Linked DNA regions of Mus musculus: region 2 is linked to region 1. A link is a contact called in public Hi-C data. All regions are on one chromosome and are shown on one strand. The core of a region is the stretch at or near the end of the contact, and the rest is flanking DNA. Distances in the headings are between cores, read along the strand shown.

The links. Hi-C and Micro-C count contacts between places; a contact is called where the count stands out from the background.
Region 2: a contact with region 1 is called in a Hi-C map of B cells, with 27 read pairs. The contact joins the enhancer-like site here to the promoter of Rgs13 in region 1. A contact is called at or near these places in 6 of 39 promoter capture datasets (the C10 cell line, embryonic stem cells, hippocampal neurons and 2 more), 1 of 484 Hi-C or Micro-C datasets (B cells) and 2 of 9 other capture datasets (adipose tissue and liver).

What each region holds. Positions count from the first base shown.
Region 1 is chr1:144,175,442-144,178,660 of GRCm38.p6, forward strand. Rgs13 (regulator of G-protein signaling 13) reads right to left here and starts at 1,931. Exons shown (of 6, transcript NM_153171.4): 1 at 1,820-1,931; 2 at 385-453.
Region 2 is chr1:144,328,877-144,332,052 of GRCm38.p6, forward strand. No RefSeq gene overlaps it. Among named protein-coding and RNA genes, the nearest start is that of Rgs1, 81 kb to the left of the region's middle. Within about 2 kb of position 1,670, at least 110 of the 459 cell types and tissues checked have an H3K27ac peak or open chromatin away from gene starts, as enhancers often do. A contact at or near this core is called in B cells and pre-B cells, where this site is marked.

The DNA.
Region 1 (3,219 bases), core at 681-3,180:
TCTTACAGTCTTTGGTCATTAAATCGTACATCTTCATCATTACTCTCCACCAAAATATGAAATGGCAGGGTCAAGTGGTCTCAAACTTACAGTAGAGGAACTTTAGTTAGTAGTTTTTTAAAAAAAAAGTGAATTCTATTTTTTAAAAGAAGTATAATAAACATTTAAATTAATGTACCCAATTCATAAACTTAAATTGGTTTTATTGGATAAATGCAGCTAAGCACAATGTTAGTTAAATTATATTTTTCAAATTCGAGCACAAATGAAAAATAAAAGGTAACCTCCAGTCCTCCTAGAACTTGAACTCTATTTTGGTAAAAAGGAGAGTTCCCAGGTTAGGACGACCTAAGTTGTTGTGATGTGACAGTGGATTAAACTTACCAGGCTTCAAATCAGCAATGATCCTGTTTTTCTCATGCTGGTACAATGGTGTAGAAACACTCCATTAACCTAAGAAAAAAGTAATGATAAAAATAAGTGGAAGTAGAAAGATGAGTGTGAAAGTACAACATTTTGCAAGGATTTCTATAAGTACTTTACCTTTTTTTTCAACCAATAACTTTTACGTTATTTCATAGATTATTATAAAATACATGAAATAAACTTTATCTGTCTCTTCATTGGTTTTTATTTAACGCTCTTTTGATTGTTTTAATTACATGTTATTTTGCTGATGTTTTTTTCTATACTCTGTTGGTAAAATTAGTGTGTAATTTAATAACTCTATTTTACTTTTCAGAGCTGAGGACTGAACCCAGGGCCTTGTGCTCGCTAGGAAAGTGCTCTGCCACTGAGTTAAATCCCAACCTCACTATTCTAACTCTTTAAGCATAGTATATTTAGGGTAAATATCATTCTTCATACTTTTTCAATATTTTCTTTGGATAACTAATTTTTTTAAAGGAGCACAGTTCATCAATAAGACTACTAATAAATACACCGCTAATAGTATGGCATAAATAGATTCACATGTCCTCCTGCCTTTAAATTAAGTCTTAAAGTATAATAAAGACAAATCTAAAATTTTGTCTTTTAGTCCTGACAGGTAATCAATAAATTCTTTCTGTCCATATTCAAACAAACAACCAAACAACATATCTCCACCCCGTTCTCTTATATTAGTGGGTTGAATGCAGTTTAGAAAAACTTGGACTGATTTTCATGTTGACCAACTCTTTTTTGCAATAGTACAAAAATTCCTGCCCTTAAAAGACAGTAATTTTGTGAAGTTGTCCTTAGGCACAGCATAAGGAAAGAAGACATTATATATGCCACATTTAACAGGGCTTCTGACAGACCTTACCAAAATAAAACCCACTGGAATTAGCAGATTTAATAAACTGATAGAAGCAATCAGTGATTTGAATACTAAATTTTCTGATTTTTATATCTCTATCATACACATAAAAACCACATGAAAAGAACATATTCTAAAATGCAATATATATTCTGCTGTCTTATTTAATTTTTATAGAAAGCAATTCTTAGTTTGAGGTACAGAAAATCTAAGCCAAGAATGAAATATGTATTTACAATTTTGTTTATTTCCTGGAAAAAAAATACCTTACATGCACTGCTACAGCTCAGGTACTGAAGTCAGTACCCATTAGGAATTATATCAAGACAACATTCTTCTATTTTACCAACTCTTCTACTGAATCTCATACTCACAAATATATCCCGTGGAGCAGTCTACCAAACTACATTTTATTTTCTCCTTGTTACGATCCTTTTGAAATCAGGCTCTGAAATTGCACGAGACACCAAGTACTTTATTTTTCCTGGCATAAAAACACGCCACTGTCTGTATAATTACCTTCTATGGCACTCCGGGTCCCTGTGCTATGAAATTCTAGTTTTACAGACACGTATCTATGCAAAGAGAGGTTTTTTGAATATGGAAAGTAGTGCTGTGGCATTGCAATGCCTTGCTGATAAAAGAGGTTTTTATCTAAACTTATCAGAACATCTGACATGTCCAGATGGCTGGAAGCAGCAGCTCTGGAGAATTTTCAACTGTTGTAGTCAAAACTTCTCCTCTGAATAATTAGTTTTTCCAGCTTTTGTCAATGTGCAGCCTAAAGGAAAATCCCTTAAAAAAAAAAAAGACCTGAATACAAATGAACTACCATTGCAAACACTATTATCAAGTCATGGGAACTATTGACAGCAACCTGTTCATAATAGTCAATTGATTAAAGACCTGAAACAAACTAAGGGCTCTCTCTTTATTTTTTGGCTCAACCTTGTAGCTCTTTCTGCTGTTCCTTTGAGCCAGTATTTTGACTGTTATTGTTTGTTGACCTGATTGTTATTTAGTCAGTTGACATGCCTGCTAAACTTTGAACTGAACACCACACTTCAGACATGATCTACTAAATACAAACTGTAGGGAGATGTTTAATGCCCTTGTCTTATGCCTAGTATTTGAGTGTGTGTGTGTTTGTGTGTGTGTGTGAACTCTCAGAACTCTCTCATAGAAATGCTGGCATAAAATAAGAAAATAGCAAGAAGGAACAGGATGTCATTGAGCACTTCTTGAAATATTTAGGAACCTGTATCTCACCACACTTCTTGCTCCATTATCCCTTTTTGTTTTCTTGCACTCTGTGGTTACTCCAAATTTATACTCAAATCTAAAGATTTTGAGAGATGATCCACAAATAAGACATATTTGTCTTTCTGGATCTGAGTTACTCACTCAGTATAATAGTTTCCAGTTCTGCCCATTTACCTGCATCTCGTATTTCCAGCTTCTCTTTAGAGTTGAATAGAATTACATTGTCTGTGTGTCCAGATTTTATTATTAATTCATCAATTCAAGGACATTGAGATTATTTCCATTGTTCCACTTATTATAGCGATTGTTCACAAAGTGATCACTGACAAATGACACTGAAGAATGACATATAACTTCGTGTGTCCCATATCTTACTAGCATCTTACCTCTCTACCCAGGGCTAGGTGTTTCAGTGTTACATAGAGCCATGGGTTCCCTTGAGACTCTCAAGAGCACTCTGAGACTGTCAATAGCTGAATTTACTCAACCTTGGCAGAGGGGTTTTCCAGCCTTCCTCCTTGCCATCTTGTTTATTTAATATGTTAATTTTGTAAGGCTTCATGTAAGGCCTTCTGACCTCACTCTTGGTCCCATTTTTCTGCCCCAGTACATTTTAACGGATTCTGCGAGCACTATAAGCTCTTAGACACTAGAGA
Region 2 (3,176 bases), core at 420-2,919, 150 kb after region 1:
TATTCTATGGGCCTATAGAAATAACACACAAAAAACAAAATTTATTAAATACATCCTGATCCACCTTAGTTGCTTTTGTTTTTGTTACAATGTATGAAAGTTGTACAATGTGCGAAGACCATGCCCCAACTCTGCAGCCCATCAGTTGTGAACCACTCTCAAATAGTGAGTGTACTGAAGTCCTATAAGCTGGTACAGTGTTTAAGGTGCCTGCTGAAAAGCCAGATGATTTGAGTTTGATTCCTGAGAAACATGTCCTCTGATCTGTCCATGCAAGCATCACACATATGAAACAAATCAGTTTTATATATGTATGATTTGTTTATATATACATATATATATTTAAACAATGACAACACTGGAGACAGCATTGTTTATGGGGATTCCTTGTCTATATCTGGCTTCAAGAAATCACAAAGGAAAACACGGATTCTGAAAAGTGAGGAGATTTCTCACCTCTAAACAAAGTTCTGAAAGAATGAACATAGTCTGTGATCATAATAACTTTGTTTTAGTGTAAAGTGAAATGAAATTTATGCAGAATGTCTTCAAATCATCATCATCATCATCATAATCATAATAAATAAGTATCAAGCAATCTATTTGACAAAAGTATTTGAAGAACTGCTGATCTTAGCTTAGTGGAGCTCATTCATCATTACCAAGCTTTGTGTCCTGATTTTGACTCCCGGTCTGTTCCTGGGACGCTGGCATCCTTCGAGCTTCTGGTGGTATCTAGTCAGCGGGCACTTTGATCCTTTGAAGGTGCCATGAGCCCTTAGGTGTGTGCCCACATTGTACTTTGATTCAACCTGAACTATAACCTGAAGCTCTCTCTTCTCTCCAGGGCACCTTTCTACACTGAAGTGAGTCTCATGTCTTTCCTAAAGTCCCTAAAGCTTTCTCTCCACTGCTTCTCTCCTCCTCTGTCTTTTCTTACACACCCTTCATCTGTTGGTTCTCTCTTTCTCTGGCAATCAAAAGCAGTTTCTTTCTGAATTGATCAAATTCATGGTTACTGCTACCCAACTATACAGAGATCTCTGGTTATCAGCCCTGGTCACTGCGGGCTCTATCACTGACTGCCTTCTTGCCAGTTTTTTGTTTGCTTGTTTGTTTGTTTGTTTTTGTTTTGTTTTGTTTTTTTTAATAGGCCTATAGATTACTTTGCTAAGAGCTTGAAAATTCACTAAGGTTTTAAGAGCACATTTTCTCTATCTTTTCATCAAAATATCTAAAACATTGTCATGCAAGCAATAGGTATAGGGCATATAATTCCATTGAGAATCATTTTGAGAGTTCACTTAAACAAAAGCTGCTGAATCATTTTCTCTCAATTGAATGATTTTCATCTCACATACTGAGAGATTCCATCCATGTAAGCTGGCATCTTTTGAATTTGTTTATTTTAAAAATATACAGACAGAAGCCCTGACACAGCCTACAGAAATGACCTCGTTAATGTGGTTGACCCAAGTTCCTTTGCTGTAATTTTGCAAAAGTTTTATATATTGCCTCAAGTAAAGTAAACTACTGCTGAAATGAGCAACATGTAGCTTTGCTGGTTAGTCAGCTCTCTTATTCCGGAAGCAGAGACTTCCACACTGGCTCATGTACATCCGCAAGTTGCAAGGGGAAGTTTTAGGTAAAGTGTCTCTGCCTGTATTCAACATGCGTGTCCCACATAACCACATGGTGCTTACAAAACCACCCATATCCGTTCTCATACACTATGTCTAGCCATCTCCGCATTCATCATTACTGACAGTTGTTTTCTTTCAAAAGCTTCTGAGTCCTTTTGTGGCCATGTGAGATGTGGTAGTTTGGGAGAAATGCCAATGCCACTTTAAAGGTAAACACTTCCAATGTAATGTTTACATACCACCAAAAAGAGTTCTTTCATGATATGCCTTTGCCTTTCTGCACACTTTGAGTTCTTCAAACGCAGCAGAGTCTCTTCATCCCCTTAAGCTCAGGGCCTGGGAGCTTGCAGGCACTGAGGAAATGTTCACTTAGGCAGTGTTTAAGGAAAGGGTAAAGAATTATCTGCCCCAGTACAGGGGAACGCCAGGGCCAGGAAGCGGGAGTGGGTAGGTAGGGGAGCAGGGCAGGGGGTGGGGGAGGGTATAGGGAGCTTTGGGGATAGTATTTGAATGTAAATAAAGAAAATATCTAAGAAAAAATAATATGGTAAAAATTAAAGAAAAAAAGAAAAGAAAAGGGTAAAGAAATGGAGGGAATATATCTGGGAAGGAGAAATTAACAGCAGTCCTCTAACCAAAAATCAATTGATAAATATTTGCAAAGTAACTGTATATAAGCCCTGCATTTCAGAAACTAAGCAGGGATACATGGTGGTAGAGTTCCCTTTATATTTTCTTTATAGCCTAACTGAAAATAAAAGCAAGTAAGACAAAGATAGAAAAAAGAATTTCATATATTCCTGTTTTCTTTACTGAGTTCAGGTCTTACAAAGATGCTCTTACAATATGGAGTATATGTTGCCATAGATAGAACGAACTGTTACTGCGTTTTATTTATTTATTTATTTATTTATTTATTTATTTACACTCCACAGTTTATTCTCCTCACCCCGTCCACCCTCTGACTCTTCCATATTTCATATCTCCTCTTCATCCCCCTGTCTCCACGAGGATGTCTCCACTACCCACCTTCCACCCACCCAGACCTCTAAACTTCCTGGGTCCCCCAGTCTCTTGAGGGTTAGGTGCATCTTCTCTGACTGAACCCAGACCCAGCAGTCCTCTGCTGTGTATGTGTTAGGGGCCTCATATTAGTTGTTGTATGTTGCCTGGTTGGTGGTCTAATGCTTGAGAGATCTTGGGGGTCCAGGTTAATTGAGACTGCTGGTCCTCCTACAGGATCGCCCCCCTTTTCAGCTTCCCTATTTCAACCACAGTGGTCAGCTTCTGTCCATTGGTTGGGTACAAATATCTGCATCTGACTCTTTCAGCTGCTTGTTGGGTCTTCCTGAGTGTGGTCATGCTAGGTCCCTTTTTGTGAGGCTCCATAGCCTCAGTAATAGTGTCAGGTCTTGGGACCTCCCCTTGAGCTGGATCCAACTTTGGACCTGTCGCTAGACTTTCTTCCCCTCAGGCTCCTATCTGTTTTTATCCCCACAGTTCTTTCAGACAGGAACAAATATGGGTCAGAGT